Regions from separate parts of the Macaca mulatta genome. Here region 2 is linked to region 1. The links are chromatin contacts, called in public Hi-C maps. All regions are on one chromosome and are shown on one strand. The core of a region is the stretch at or near the end of the contact, and the rest is flanking DNA. Distances in the headings are between cores, read along the strand shown.

The links. A called contact is a pair of places that touch in the nucleus more often than the background predicts.
Region 2: a contact with region 1 is called in a Hi-C map of fetal cortex germinal zone, with 2.1 times the contacts expected there. The contact joins two enhancer-like sites. A contact is called at or near these places in 4 of 14 Hi-C or Micro-C datasets (cortical neurons, fetal cortex germinal zone, fibroblasts and 1 more).

What each region holds. Positions count from the first base shown.
Region 1 is chr14:29,466,122-29,472,910 of T2T-MMU8v2.0, forward strand. No RefSeq gene overlaps it. Among named protein-coding and RNA genes, the nearest start is that of LDLRAD3, 130 kb to the left of the region's middle. Within about 2 kb of position 4,255, at least 14 of the 40 cell types and tissues checked have an H3K27ac peak or open chromatin away from gene starts, as enhancers often do.
Region 2 is chr14:29,654,195-29,660,983 of T2T-MMU8v2.0, forward strand. It overlaps FJX1 (four-jointed box kinase 1), which reads right to left. Exons shown (of 1, transcript XM_015114526.3): 1 at 5,749-6,789. The coding sequence ends at 6,669. Among named protein-coding and RNA genes, the nearest start is that of FJX1, 4.8 kb to the right of the region's middle. Within about 2 kb of position 2,732, at least 2 of the 40 cell types and tissues checked have an H3K27ac peak or open chromatin away from gene starts, as enhancers often do.

The DNA.
Region 1 (6,789 bases), core at 3,005-5,504:
ACAGCATGGAGCAAGAAGGCCCAAATGTCCGGCTCTGCCCAGGACCAAGGACTTTTGGTGCTAAAACTAGGAAGTTCAGGGCAAGCTGGGGTGGTAAATGGACGTCCTAGATGGAGCTGGAATTCAAAATCTTGCAATCTGTCTCCAAAGCCTACATGCCAAGAAGATCCTCTAGATTGCCCTGAGTGAGGACCGTGAGAGCCACTGAGGGTGTGTGCAATGTGACAGGCAGTGGGCTCCCGGAGGGGGAAAGAAAAAGAGCCAAAGGTAGGGATAAATTCTCTGTGTTGTTTCTCTCTTTGCCTTAGGGTGGGGCAGGCAAGAGTAGAGAGGGTGGTCTCCACATCGGCCCTGTTTGCAAAATGATATTCCAGTAGGAAGAGGGCCAGAGTCTGTGTAGATACTAAGAGCTACTGTTTACGGAGCATCTTTACATTTACAACTTTGGTCCAAACTCTTGCGAGGTAGGTTTTTACAGATGAGGGAACCAGTGCTTTGAGAGGCTCAGTAACCTCCTCAAGTGCCCCCAGTTGAAAGTGGCAGAATCTGCACTTGACCTCAGGTCTGGTTGCTTCCAGTGCCTGTGCTTTTAACCATGAGGCAACACTGTCTTCCCAGGTGAATTTTCTTAAAATATGGATCATTTCAAATTATTATTATTCGTATAACTCAGGAGCTGAGAGGGGTGGAGGTGGGTGGGTGGGAGATTTTTTCCATCTTTCTGTGTCTTTTGAGAGTGTAAGTATATAATACTTGACTTTGCACTATTGGCTGGCTGGGGTTAAGGCAAGGAGAGGGGGCCAAATTTCAGTGCCTTATATTTCTGACTTATTAACCTGATCAGAAGAGAAGGTCAAAGCTGTCAAGTGCAAAGCAGGTGTCTGTGGATTTCAATTATCTACCAGAGCCCTCCACCTGCAACCCAGTCTGTGGCTATAATTAGGCCAGAAGATACAGGAAGGGGGAGGCTGCCTGAGCCTTGTCTGAGACTTTGTGTGTGTGTGCAGTGGGGGTGAATGGAGCTGCCACCCATTTATCAGTGTTACCGATTGTAAAATGCGCGGCTTTGCAATACTGCCTATGGACATGAACCAAAATTAAAGTCTTATTTAAAATATATGAGAGACTGATAGTCATTTAAATAGTTTAAAATAGTGCGAGATCCCACCAACTGCAAAATACTACCTTGTTGGGAGATCCAGTTCCACGAAAGAGTTATATCCTTGGTCCTGAGAGTATACTAGCTGCAGTCTTCTCACATCAGAGGAAAACTCATTCATTCACTCATTCGTTTGTCATTCCACAAACATCTACGGAATGTCTCCTATGGGCCAGGCACTGTGTTAGGTGCTGTGAGGATATCAGGATGAGATTGACTAAGGTCTTTCCCTCATGAAGTCCCCAGGTCATTAAAGGAGATAAAGACACACACAAAAGTGAACATAACTCTGGGTGGACATGAAGGACAGGTTAGCATTCCAGACAGAAAAAAATGGCCTGAGAAAAGATCTAGTTTGTAAAACCAATACACTTGGGACTGGGAAGAGCCTAGTTTGGCTTACAGAGAACAGGGGGAACAGAGGAATACAGAATGTAGCTCCTGGCAGGGAAGAAGTAGCTCCTGGTGTCAGACCTGATTCCTTAAGATATGCAGATGTACAAGCCACAAATAGGTCCCAAGAAGACCTAATGGTCAATAACAAGAGTTCAATGTGGATAAATTAAACCCCCCAGGAATGACACGAACTTGGGAATTGCCAAACCTAGGGCACAAGTGATGAGGTTGGAAGTTCAGCTGAAAGCCTGATATAGGCTGCAGATCCAGTGCATTTTGCGGACAGAAGTGGAATTCAACTCAGAGGTGGGTTGTGGAGGCTGGAAAGGATGTCACGGGTTGGAGGGGACAGTGACGGGCATTTTGAGCAGAGGGAATTGACTTAAGAAAGGTGAGGAGGAGGGAAGCAGAAGGTATGCGTGGGGTGGAATCCACTGGTTTCACCAGATCAAAGGGGTCCTGCTCTAACTTTCCCCACTCTGGACAAGTGGACAGATCAGTGAGCTGAAGGGGAGCCCAGGTTTTGGAGGCAGATATCTCTGGGTTTGGTTGAATTCCAGTTTGGTTATTTACTCTGTACCTCCCTCGGCCTCAGTTTCCCCATCTGCAAAAGGGCCTTAACAAGGCTTCCCTTGTGGGGGTGCTGTGAGGACCGCAGGGTCTTAGAGCTTTGGGAGCAAGTCGCAGTGAGGCTGTCTCAAGCTGCCTCACCTTCTGCTCCGAAGCCCCAGGTTAGCTCCCTTCTCAAACCACAGGAACAAATGTAGGCACCATCTGCGTAAACGGGAGAGGTGGTACTTTCTGGCGGGCTTTTGTAGGCATGACAAAACTTTCCAGAAGCCCCCGCAGGTCACATGCTCATTTCTGAACCACTCATGACCAAGAGGGTGGGACTTCCCTTACACGAATCAGGTCGGCACCTGGAGGTGGGAGGTGGAGCCTGTTTCTGGAGGCCCCTGGGAGCAGGAATCCCTGCACCCAATCCTGCAAGAAGAGGGAGTAGACACGCAGTCGTTAGGCAGCCTGAAGGGCCTGTTCTAGAGGCAGTTTGCAAAATGCCGCACGTAGTAGGTTCTCAGTCCATGGGAACTCACCCTGTGGGGATTGGCAGATTGCCACAGCCGGCTCTGGAGTGCTGGCGGCTACAGACAGGCAAGCTCAAGGTGCCTTTCCTTAATATTATCTAAGGTCATTAAACCTCTAAATAAAAGGGAGAAAATGGAGATTCTGAGACAACCCAAGCAGCTCAGAGTGATTGGTATCAAAATCATAATGTCTATAAAGTCCTTTTAAATCCGTATTGCATTTGACTTTTTTAAAAACCTGTAACGCTTCTCCCTATTCTCCAAGGTATAACAACATAGCCCTTTTTATTTAGTTCTCACAACCACGTTAAACTCTTCTGGGGGAAATGATAGTCTGTCCTGTTACCTCTTCTGTGCCACCTGGAGGGTCTTTGCACCTGGTGCCATAGTGATTGTGACCCTGGTAGGGGTCAGTCTAGTGAGGTAGAAATCAGTCCCTGCACTTCATAGTTGTTGCATTTGGGCAAGCTAGCCTCTCTGGGCCTCTTCTTTCATCTAGAAAAATAATAGTACCTAGCTCTTCAGGTTGTTATGTAATTAAAATAGTTTCGTTTTCTCTGACAGAGTGGCCTGTTGAAGATAAGGAGAATTTTTGAATCTGGGTAGATTGGATTCTTGCCACTTCCTGCTAGCTCATCAAAGAGCCAAACATAGAACAGGGCTATATGAAGTGAAGGAATGTGCACTCAAAAGCACGTATTCCATAATCTAAAGAAATTATGATTATTCTATCATAGTAACAAGATATAAATAGATATTAATAACTAAAATCAGGTTAGTTGCTGAAAAAATACCATTCATAATAAGGTTGCATTATATAAATGTTTGCACATGTAAATGTCCTTTAATGTGCATGTACTTTAATTTAATTGCTGCATTTGGCATGGAAAATTGCCAGCTCTGCTACTACTCGTGGTGTGATCTCAGGCAACATTCTTTACCTCTCTGAGCCTCAATTTCATTGGCCATAAAATGAGACTAATTTTTTTTTTCTTGTGTTAAAGGACCACATGAGGTAATGTATGTAAAAAGACTGAAAACTGGAAAGCACAATAGTTTTCTTAGGTATTTCATCATTGTTGTAATTAATAGTCAGCCACAATGACAAGATATTCAAGGACAATGTAAAGATTTGAGCTTACAGTTTCAAATACCAACCTTAAGAATGATCCAGAAATACTAAACTCATGTGTTTTTTTGTTTTTTAAACTATGACTTCTATAAGTTGGAGACATTTGCTTTTTGAGACATTGTCTTTTTTATTATATAATCTTTAGTCCTCATGTCATCCTCTTTAGAGACCACACAGCAATTAGTGAATTGTTTCAGACAGAAATCTGGATGGTCCAAGATCCTGGATTAAGATAGCTCTCTTTATGAATGCATTTTCAGAGTAAACAGGAAAAGTGTATTAAACCAAGCACTTCATTGTGGATAAGGAAAATCGATATCCTGTGGGTTGGGCTGTTTTTAGTCTTACTACAAAATGGATGCACTATTTATACCTGTTTTCTCCAGCCAGGGCTATTAGCTCTTCAAGTTCACGCACTCAGCCACTACGGTGGAGAGCCAGTCATTGTAGGTTAAAAGCAACTAATGTTAGACCCCTGCTGGCCTGGTCTGGCACTGCACCGGGGAACACAATCTCCAGTTATTAGTGGGGAAATTGGCTTACAAAAGCAAATTGCCGAGACGTCAAGGATTTGGTTTTGCCTCCCTTGATATCTAGGTGCCAATATGGGAGCAAGAAGAAAAGTAGGATTTGCCTTACAACGGAGAACTTCTTGAGGAGGAACTGGGGATTATAATGTCCCTTCACGGCGGTTGGGGCTTGGATCAGCCTGCCCCACAAGCTCACTCTTCATTGCTAACAGCTTGTAGGCTAGCACTGAGTTTTTCCATGTGTTCACACTCATTGTTGGTTGCACTCTCCAACCTCTAGGGGGCGCAGAGGCGTTCGCCTCAGCTTTTTTTTTTTTGTTTTTTTTTTTTGAGACAGAATCTCACTCTGTCGCCCAGGCTGGAGGGGGCTGTGGTGCGATCTCAGCTCGCTGCAACCTCTGCCTCCCGGGTTCACGCGATTCTCCGCCTACCGAGTAGCTGGGATTACAGGCATAAGCCACCACGCCCAGCTAATTTTTGTAATTTTAGTAGAGATGGGGTTTTACCATGTTGGCCAGGCTGGTCTCCAACCCCTGGCATCAAGTGATCCACCTGCTTCAGCCTCCCAAAGTGTTGGAATTATAGGCGTGAGCCACCGCGCCTGGGTCTTCAGCTTTTTCATTCTGTTGTTCTAAGATAAAGAGCCGGGACTAGGAACAGTCAAGGGCACGATAGAGCGCTCAATGATACACGTGATGCGGCTACTACAATAGGAGTCGTCGTCTGTGGGTATAAAAAGCACCCAGAATTACAATGCTTTTCCTTCTTGTGGTCTGTACTTTCTCCTCTTCTTTCGTGAAACTGGAATGAAATGGGGCCCAGGAAAAGCACAGAGCAAGCCAGGGATAGCAAGAAGGACCCAAACAAAACAAGAGCCTCAAAGGGGCAAAGCTTTTGTTTTGGGGAAAGGGATCTCGATTAGTGCTCCTGTTTGGTAGAAATCAGACATAGCAGGAATGAGGTTAGGGAGTGGTGGAGTGGTAAGGGGCTTGGCTCCACTTCCAACTCAGTGTTTTTGGTTAATATGAATAGGGAAACAATCCCTAAAGGATTGGGATTGGGGAATCATGAGAGATGGGAAAAATTCCACTTTTCTTTGCTTGAACATGGCCTAGCAGATGACCTTTTCTTCTCATAGTAGAGAGCTCTAAGGAAGGTTATCAAAATCCAAAAGTTAGGGTTTTAACTCATTTGACCTACCCGACTGGCCCTATAACTTGAAGGTCACAGTTGTGAGATGGGGTTATACTGGGAACCAGGGTATCGTTCAACAATGTTCCTTGATCTCTTCCTCATTAGGGCTTGTGCCGCTTCAGAGTTTGGCTTCAGTGACACAAATCCACTCTTCCCAGTAAAAAAAAAAAAAAAAAAAAATTTCATCCTGATTAGCCTCCCAGAGAATGTTACGTGATTTCAGGAAGGAAAGCTGTGATTGCCAATCTGAACTTGGAGGCCTCAGTGATTTTCGGATGCACTGTTGGCTAGGCTGAGTCAGCAGAGACAAACCTACCCTTGATTTTCTAGAGAATGTTCTTCTACAAGGACAGATTCTCAGACACTTAGCCCATCCCGTTAATGAATATTGAAGTCATTACCACATTTTTGCCCTTAAAAGCAATGTTACACGATCATTCTTACACAAAAAGTTTTATACCTATGTCATATTTCTTTCAAGGAGATTTCTAAAAATGGGGTTGGATACCACCAAATTTCCCATCCAATAACCTGTTTCATTACTACACCAATCAAGTTATGATGATGATGCCAATATTGATAACTATTTTATTTCTTGATAACTTACTATGTGCCAGGCACTGTTTTAAGCACTTTTCACCCATTATCTTATTTGATCCTCTCATCAACCCAGTGTGACAAGTTCTATTACGGTCCCTGTTTTAGAGATGAGGAAATGGAGGCAAAGGGCATATAAGTTACTTGTTTAAAGTGACTTAGTGAATGCCAGACCCAGGCATTCTGATCTAGAAGTTCATGCTCCTATTATTTCACTCAAAGAGAACTTACCTCTATTTCAAGAAAAGACAGCTTGGGCAAAAGGCAGCCACTGGGCTTAGTGAAGTTGGCCACTTCACCTGGGAAAGGGAGCGAACTAGAAACACTTAATTGGAAATGTTTTTATTGGAAATCTTGAGTCTTCATTAATAAAAGACTCAAGTTCAAGGTCACAAAAGGATTTCACTTCAGCTGTACCTAAGTAGCCTCTTTTTAAAATGCATAATTCAATCAACACAATTCTACTTAACATCTGCCAAACAACTGGTTGAACTGATTTTTTTTTTTCCAGTTAACTGGTTGTCTTGATGGTTCTGTCATGTTAGGCTGAGTAGTGTGAAGTGAGATGGTGGGTTGATCCAATTCAAGGTCATACTTTGGTTGTGCATTCCTAAAAACAAAGTCACTTGATAGGTGTGAAACATCACAATAAGAACTGGGAGCCAGTCAGGCAATAGCTTTTTCCAGGCATGTTTG
Region 2 (6,789 bases), core at 1,482-3,981, 190 kb after region 1:
TCGGCTAGATAATTTTCCATCTTCTGCTGTGAGACTCTAAGCTTCATGGAGGCAGGTTCTTACCTACCTTGCTTACCACTGAATCCACAGTGCCTAGTATATAGCCTGGGGCTTTTTAGGAGGAACCTAAAAAGTTTTTGAATGTGCAGGTATGGAAAAGAAGCTGGAAGTCAGGAATGGAATTCATTTGCGTAGTTGCTGTACATAAAAACATGACATTTTTCTAGAGTCGAAAGGGACTCCAGAGACTATGTAGTCTTTCCATTGCTTTTCCAGTGAAGGAAATAAGGAGTTCATCAATTTGTCTTACGGTCCAGGACTATTAAATGGTAAAAATCAGGCTCAAATGCAGTTCTGCCAGTTCCCAAACAGTATTGCTTCACTTTTGTCACGTTGCCTCCGTGACTATGGCTGTGTACGTGAACAAAGCCAGGCACAAAAGGACAAATGGAGTATGATTCTACTTACATGAAATACCTAGAATAGGCAATGTTATAATATAGAGACATGAAGTAGACTAGAGGTTATCGGAGGCTAGAGGAAGGGAGGAATTAGGAGTTATCGCTTAATGGTTACAGAGGTTTTTTGGCACGGGGTCAGGGGATGGATGAAAAAGTTTCAGAAATAGACAACGGTGTGGTTACACAAAACTGTGAGTATATGTAATGACACTAAACAGTGCTCTTAAAAATGATCGAAATGGGGCTGAGAATGGTGGCTTACGCCTGTAATCCCAGCACTTTGGGAGGCCGAGGTAGGCAGATCACTTGAGGCCAAGAGTTCAAGACCAGCCTGGCCCATATGGTGAAACCCAGTCTGTACAAAAAAAATACAAAAATTAGCTGGGCATGGTGGTGCATGCCTGTAATCCTAGCTACTCAGGAGGCTGAGGCAAGAGAATCATTTGAACCCGGGAGGCAGAGGTTGCAGTGAACTGAGATCACGCTTCTGTACTCCAGCCTGGGTGACAGAGCGAGACTCCGTCTGAAAAAAAAAAAAAAAAAAAAAAAAAAAAAAAAATTCATGTTATGTATATTTACCACAAAGAAGCAAAAAAGAGGTCATGACTAATCATTCCCCAGTCACTTTGCCTTTCCAGGCCAGTTGTGAGGTGAGGACAAAGTCTTTAATGAATATTAAAAGGAAAAAAATCACCATGAGGAAGGTGTAAAGAGGCAAAGACAAATGCATGGTGTAGGGCTATCTAATTAAAAGTGACACCTCTCTATTTTTTAACCCACAATTTCTCAGCAAAGTAAAATCCGTGACTTGGTACTGGAAAAATGCCAGTTCTACATTATTTTTCTGCATATGGTGTAAAATAACTGATAAAACCATAAAAGACTCCATATGGCACAGATGAAAGAGAAAAAAGGAGTTCTTTTTTGTTGTTGTTACTCAATGAACAATTAGTTCTCTATTCTCCAAAAAAACAAAAAAAAAACCCAAAAAAACAAAAAAAAACAAAAAAACACTAAGGTGCCATTAGGAGAAAAATTTCCAAAGTGTCAAGAAGACATATTCAAAATGGAAAGAAAGTTGGAAAGATAAATAAAATAAGCATTCCTTTAGCTATATTTAGTGGAGTCCTGCAGAGAAAAAAATTCTAGCTAGGCAGCATTAAGACATAGTTTATTAATGCAGTTTCCCCCACAGCAGGACACAGAAAGAGAAACTGGTAAAACAGTCACATTAAAAAATTATGACTCCTACATCTGATCTTTATGAATACACAGAAGAGAAACTGTCCTCTTGAGTCATCCTGGGGCCATGTTGAGACAGAGATGCAAAAGATTATTATTATTATTTTTGCTTCAAAGCACTATTTGCTCACACAAGGTTGGAACAGATGGAAAGTCACCTCCTATATTTAGGGAATTTTTCAAGTATTTATAGAAAGACCCTATGAAAGATTTTGAGTTCTTCCAATGACATTTTGAAATAAAGCACTACCGTCTTTTGTTTTTAAAGAGTGTACAAAATTGAAGTCTGTTTGTACTGCCTTTGGGGAAATATTGTAGTAGGTAGTAATCTGGTTATAAATGGACTTTCCCTAGAATCTTAGAGCTGAAAGGGAGCCTACGGTGATGATCTAATCCAATGTTTTGCATAGTGCAGCAGCCTGTGCCCCACCAATGAGTTATGAAATCAATTTAGAGGGCCACAGTTAGCGTTAGGAAATAGAGGAGGAGAAGGAATAGAATAACATTCAGTGAAAGAGAAAAAGTATGTTATACATACTGTTTTGTGAAACTTTTGTTTCAGTGTATGAGTGTGTGTGTCTCTCTAACAGAGGTCACAATATAAAATACATGTATCTTACTGTGAGTTCTGGTCCAAAATATTGGAAATTATCAGCCTAATCAAATACCTTCCCATTGCAGGGAAGATAACTGAAGCCAGAGGGGCAAATGACTTTCTCAAGTCAGACAGTGTGTCAGAAGTAGCCCAGGTCTCCTGTCTCTCAGTATCCTTTCCATTAGACTCTAATACCTAAAATATGCTTGAAGGCGGATGTCAACCCTTGTCCTTTGATTTCCATACTGCCTTGGCAGCTGACATTATATTCTCTTTTGGAGCATTTCCTATGCTCTGAATTTCCTTTTCTCCATCTCTAGCATTCCCACAGCCCTTCTACCACTTGGGATCAGCGATTTTGTGTGATGTGGGCTGGCGTGCGCAGGGGCAAAATATCAGCGCTTAGGCTTGGATGATCCATGACTCATGGATAGCTCATGGTAGCTCACCAGATTTGGAGTTCCACAGCTCACTGCTCCCTGGAGCTGATGAGCCACATGAGGAATAGAATTACAGCCTCCTTGTGAAAAAGAGGGAAGTACATATGACCACTCACTTAGATGGCATGCTCAGAAACAAGACAGCTAGCTGACAGCTGTGGGCTCTGGGTAATTCCTGCCAAACTCAAGCACTCTAGTTGGTTTTCCTGGGTCAAAATAGAAGTGTGTAGATCGTGTTCTATAACTGCAGAGATAGAACAGGATTATGAAAGAGGATCATGTCTGGAACGTAAGGTGCCTGTTTTTGAGTTAGAGGAGAAATGTTCTACCTCACCAATAAATACTTATATTGCATTTGCTGTGTGCCAGGCACTATTCTGACAATATTATAAATATTTACTCATTTAATCCACATAATCAACCTCAAGGTCTTAGAGGACTCTCCTAGCTGCAATTGTAGGCAGAAGGTTGAGAAGCATTGAGATGTGTTAAAATAATTTGTTTTTCTTTCTGATTCGAAGACAGGAGGGTGAGTACACTTAATAGAGTTTAGAACTATGTCATTGACAAAGCAAATTAATCAAAAGTCAAATCCAGGGAGAAAAGGTCAACTGCCTACTTTCTCTTGGCAGAAGGAATAGGGAAGAGGGTTGTTCTTGCAAAGATTCATCACTTCTTGAAGCTTTCCAGAAGTGGTGATGGATTTGCAATAAGCCATCTGCTTTTTTTTTTTTTTAAATTTAAGCCACCCTCATATATTTGTAGTATAGCTGCCTTGGTGCTGAAGTCTGCTTGGGTCCTGAAATCACCCACTCAAACCCAAATGGACCTGTGCCCTTGACCTTATGCACCAGTGCCTTGCCTAGTGCTGGAAGAGGGTCCTTAGTAAACAATTTGTTGAATTAATTTACTACCACATGTTTAAAACTGATACCAACCTTGGAAACAGCCAGATTTGGTTTTGATGGTGGAAATTACTGAAGTGTAAGAAGGGCAAAAGTTTTTTGTTTTTTTGTTTTTTTTAAAAGAGGAACAGGAAGTGAGGATTTTTTGTTTTTGTTTTTGTAAGCACCTGTATGTGCTTGTATGTTTTATATGTTAATATTTAAATCACACAATATTCTGATCGAATCTCCATTTCACAGATGAGGGAACTAAGTTAAATGACTTGCTGAAGGTAGGTAAGGAACAGAATTCAGAATATTGTCTGCCTGTAGAACCCATTACTCTTTCCAAATCATGCTGTGGTCTGAAAGTTTTTTTTTTTTTTTTTTTTTTTGTTGTTGTTGTTCATTTGAGAAATTTGTCCCTAGCAGCATTCACTGACCATGGCGAAACTTTAATTGATCTTTCCATGCCACAGCCTACCTATTATCCATGAGGAACAGCAACAGTTAAAACCCACTCTGTAGTTACGTCTTGGTTCCATTAACAACTCCACCATGTAATTAAACTTATTTCTCAAACAAGCAGACACAGTTCACTAAAGAATCTGAGAAGAGCCATTTAAATTATGCTTAGTGTTTTGCTCTGGGTTAACCACGATCAAGTCTGGGCTTGGAACTGAAGTTTAGAAAGAATGTGGAGAATGCGGCTGGCCCAGAACTCACCAGTGCTGAATCTTCGTGGGAGCCAGGATGTATTTCCTGTGCAATCTGTGAAACTTCTAATTTATTACTGCTCATTGTTTTCCTCCATGAATATGTTGGGTAAAAATGCAGGTTGCTGAATACTTGTCCTGTTCTTGGAACAGCCTCCATTAACGAAAGCAGCAAATCTAATAGTGAAATAAGCACCAGAAATGGAAAATGTTTCTTTCTGAAAGGTGTAATTATGAGAAGTATCCCATTAACAATGTCTTGAAAAAAGATAAATTTCCCATTATCAGTACATTCTATGGCTGTGCTGTGCAAACACTTGACTTACACCACAGATAGTTTCAGGACTTTTTTTTTTTTTTAAGGTTAAGATTTGGCTTAGCAAAAGGCACTGAAAACATAAGGATGACATTAAATAGTTAAATTACACACTCCGTTGTAATGCAGAGTGAGAAGGGGAACCCACAGAGATTTAATAACTTTCTGAGTCTATAAAACCCTAGTTTTACAAATGCAAGTCAAATAAAAAACTATTAAAGTTGCAACCAAAAGATGATTCGAGTTAAAGGTCATGAAATAAAAAGAAGCTAACAGGCAAGGTCACCAGATACCAAAGAAAATGCCAAAATAAAACACCAAGGGCTGTAAAATAAAAATCAACCTCTTCCTCTTGAGTTAAAAATCCAAAAATAATTTGTTTGAAGTCCTAAAAAGGGTCCAAATGTCATACACAAAGTACTGTACGCCTTCATGGTCTCACACTGGCTGCTCTGAGGAGACCATGCAGTTAGTACCCGGAAAACAGTACAACCTCTTCAGAGAATTGGATGAGTCCAGATGTTGGAGATTATGATCTTCTGAATCCATTGGAATTTATGCCAGGAGATTAAACAGAAGAATTAATTTATGACTTTCTCTACCCATTCCCAATGTGGGCTCAGCTTATTATCTGTACACATTGCAATGCACTGTAATTACAATGCTGAAAATAATTTGCAACATGTGATGACTGTAGTTAAGTTTAAAAAGGGGGGTGTTTGTCATAATTTAGTCCCCACATCTGGTTCTATCATATTTGCCAAATGATTAATATAGGAATATATTACAGTGAAATCCTTTCATATCAAAGTTTTATTTGCCAGGAAATAGAACAGTTTCCTCCCATCTCTCTCCCCATCTCCCCCCACATTCTAGGCTGAACTCAAATTTCCAGCACCAAGGTTCATCTGAGTGAGGACAGGGAGTCTGCTCTTATCTTTGTTCAATTCTGTAAGTTCCGTAGTCACAACTGGAATGGATATGCATCCTTTGTTTTAAAAGCACATCCACAAGAAAGAAAACCTAAATCTTATTCTGAAAGCAGATGGGGCATCAGAAATATCAAACAAGTTAAAACCACAGGAATTAAATTATAAATTTTAAACTCCCTTTTATTGAAATATAAGTTTGTTTAGTATATTTACACCACACTTTATGCACATATATACAGAGAAGGTAAATTCTGTAAAATAAAAAAGTTTTTCTTAATAAAAAATTAAAATAAAAACAAAATAAAGTGCATAAAACTGATTTTTTTTTTCCTTCTGGTGAACATCATCATTGTCAAAATTTTGGTCGGTTGGGAGTGGGAGGAAGAAGAAATTCATTATATTTGACTTAGTGCATACAGCTGGCCCTGAATTTGTAGCCTTCAGGCCAAAATGACAAGAGGTCAGGAATGAGTCAGGCAAATTGTCAAGGTCTGCAGGGCTCCCCAGAGTCTGGAGGTCCTGCTCTCTTTGTCCTATCGGGAGCCGTCCCCCTGCTTGGAACAGTGATCTCACCATCGCCGCGCTGGAACAAAGGGAGAACACAGGAAGGGGGCTCCACCAGCCAATGTCACAGCCCTGCTCCGGGGCCACCAGCGCTGTGTTTGGTAGAAAATTGCAGAATTAGCTCAACGGCTCAAACGGAAGTTTTCCTTTTTCGGAAAGGGAATGAGGGGGGCCCAAGAATGGGGTACATCTCCCACAGGGACGGCCACTCGGGGGCCAAACCCCAGTAGCCAGTTTCTTCGGATCCAATCTCCGTGCTGGCACAGGAAAGAATCCTTTTATAAGCTGGGTGGAGGGAATGTTACACTTCTCGCCTCGGTGAGTTCGTCCTCCCAGAACTTTGAAAGGAAACAGCGTGGGATTGAAAGAAAGGGGCAGGTGGGTGAAGAGCTTAAGTTTTTAGACACCTTTGCGGGTGGGCGTTGGCCGGCTGGTCCCCGACAGTGGCAGAGGCGACGGCCCTTCCCCCCATCATCCATACCCCAGCCCCAGGTCTCTCTCTTTTCCTCCGGGTGACACTAAGTCCCAGACCGGTGGCCGTACTTGGCCTTACAGTGCAAAATGTGCTTGGCGAGGAAGTCGAGGCGGCGCTGTAGCAGCTGAGCGTGGGGGTCGGCGAGCGCGGCCAGCTCGGGGAAG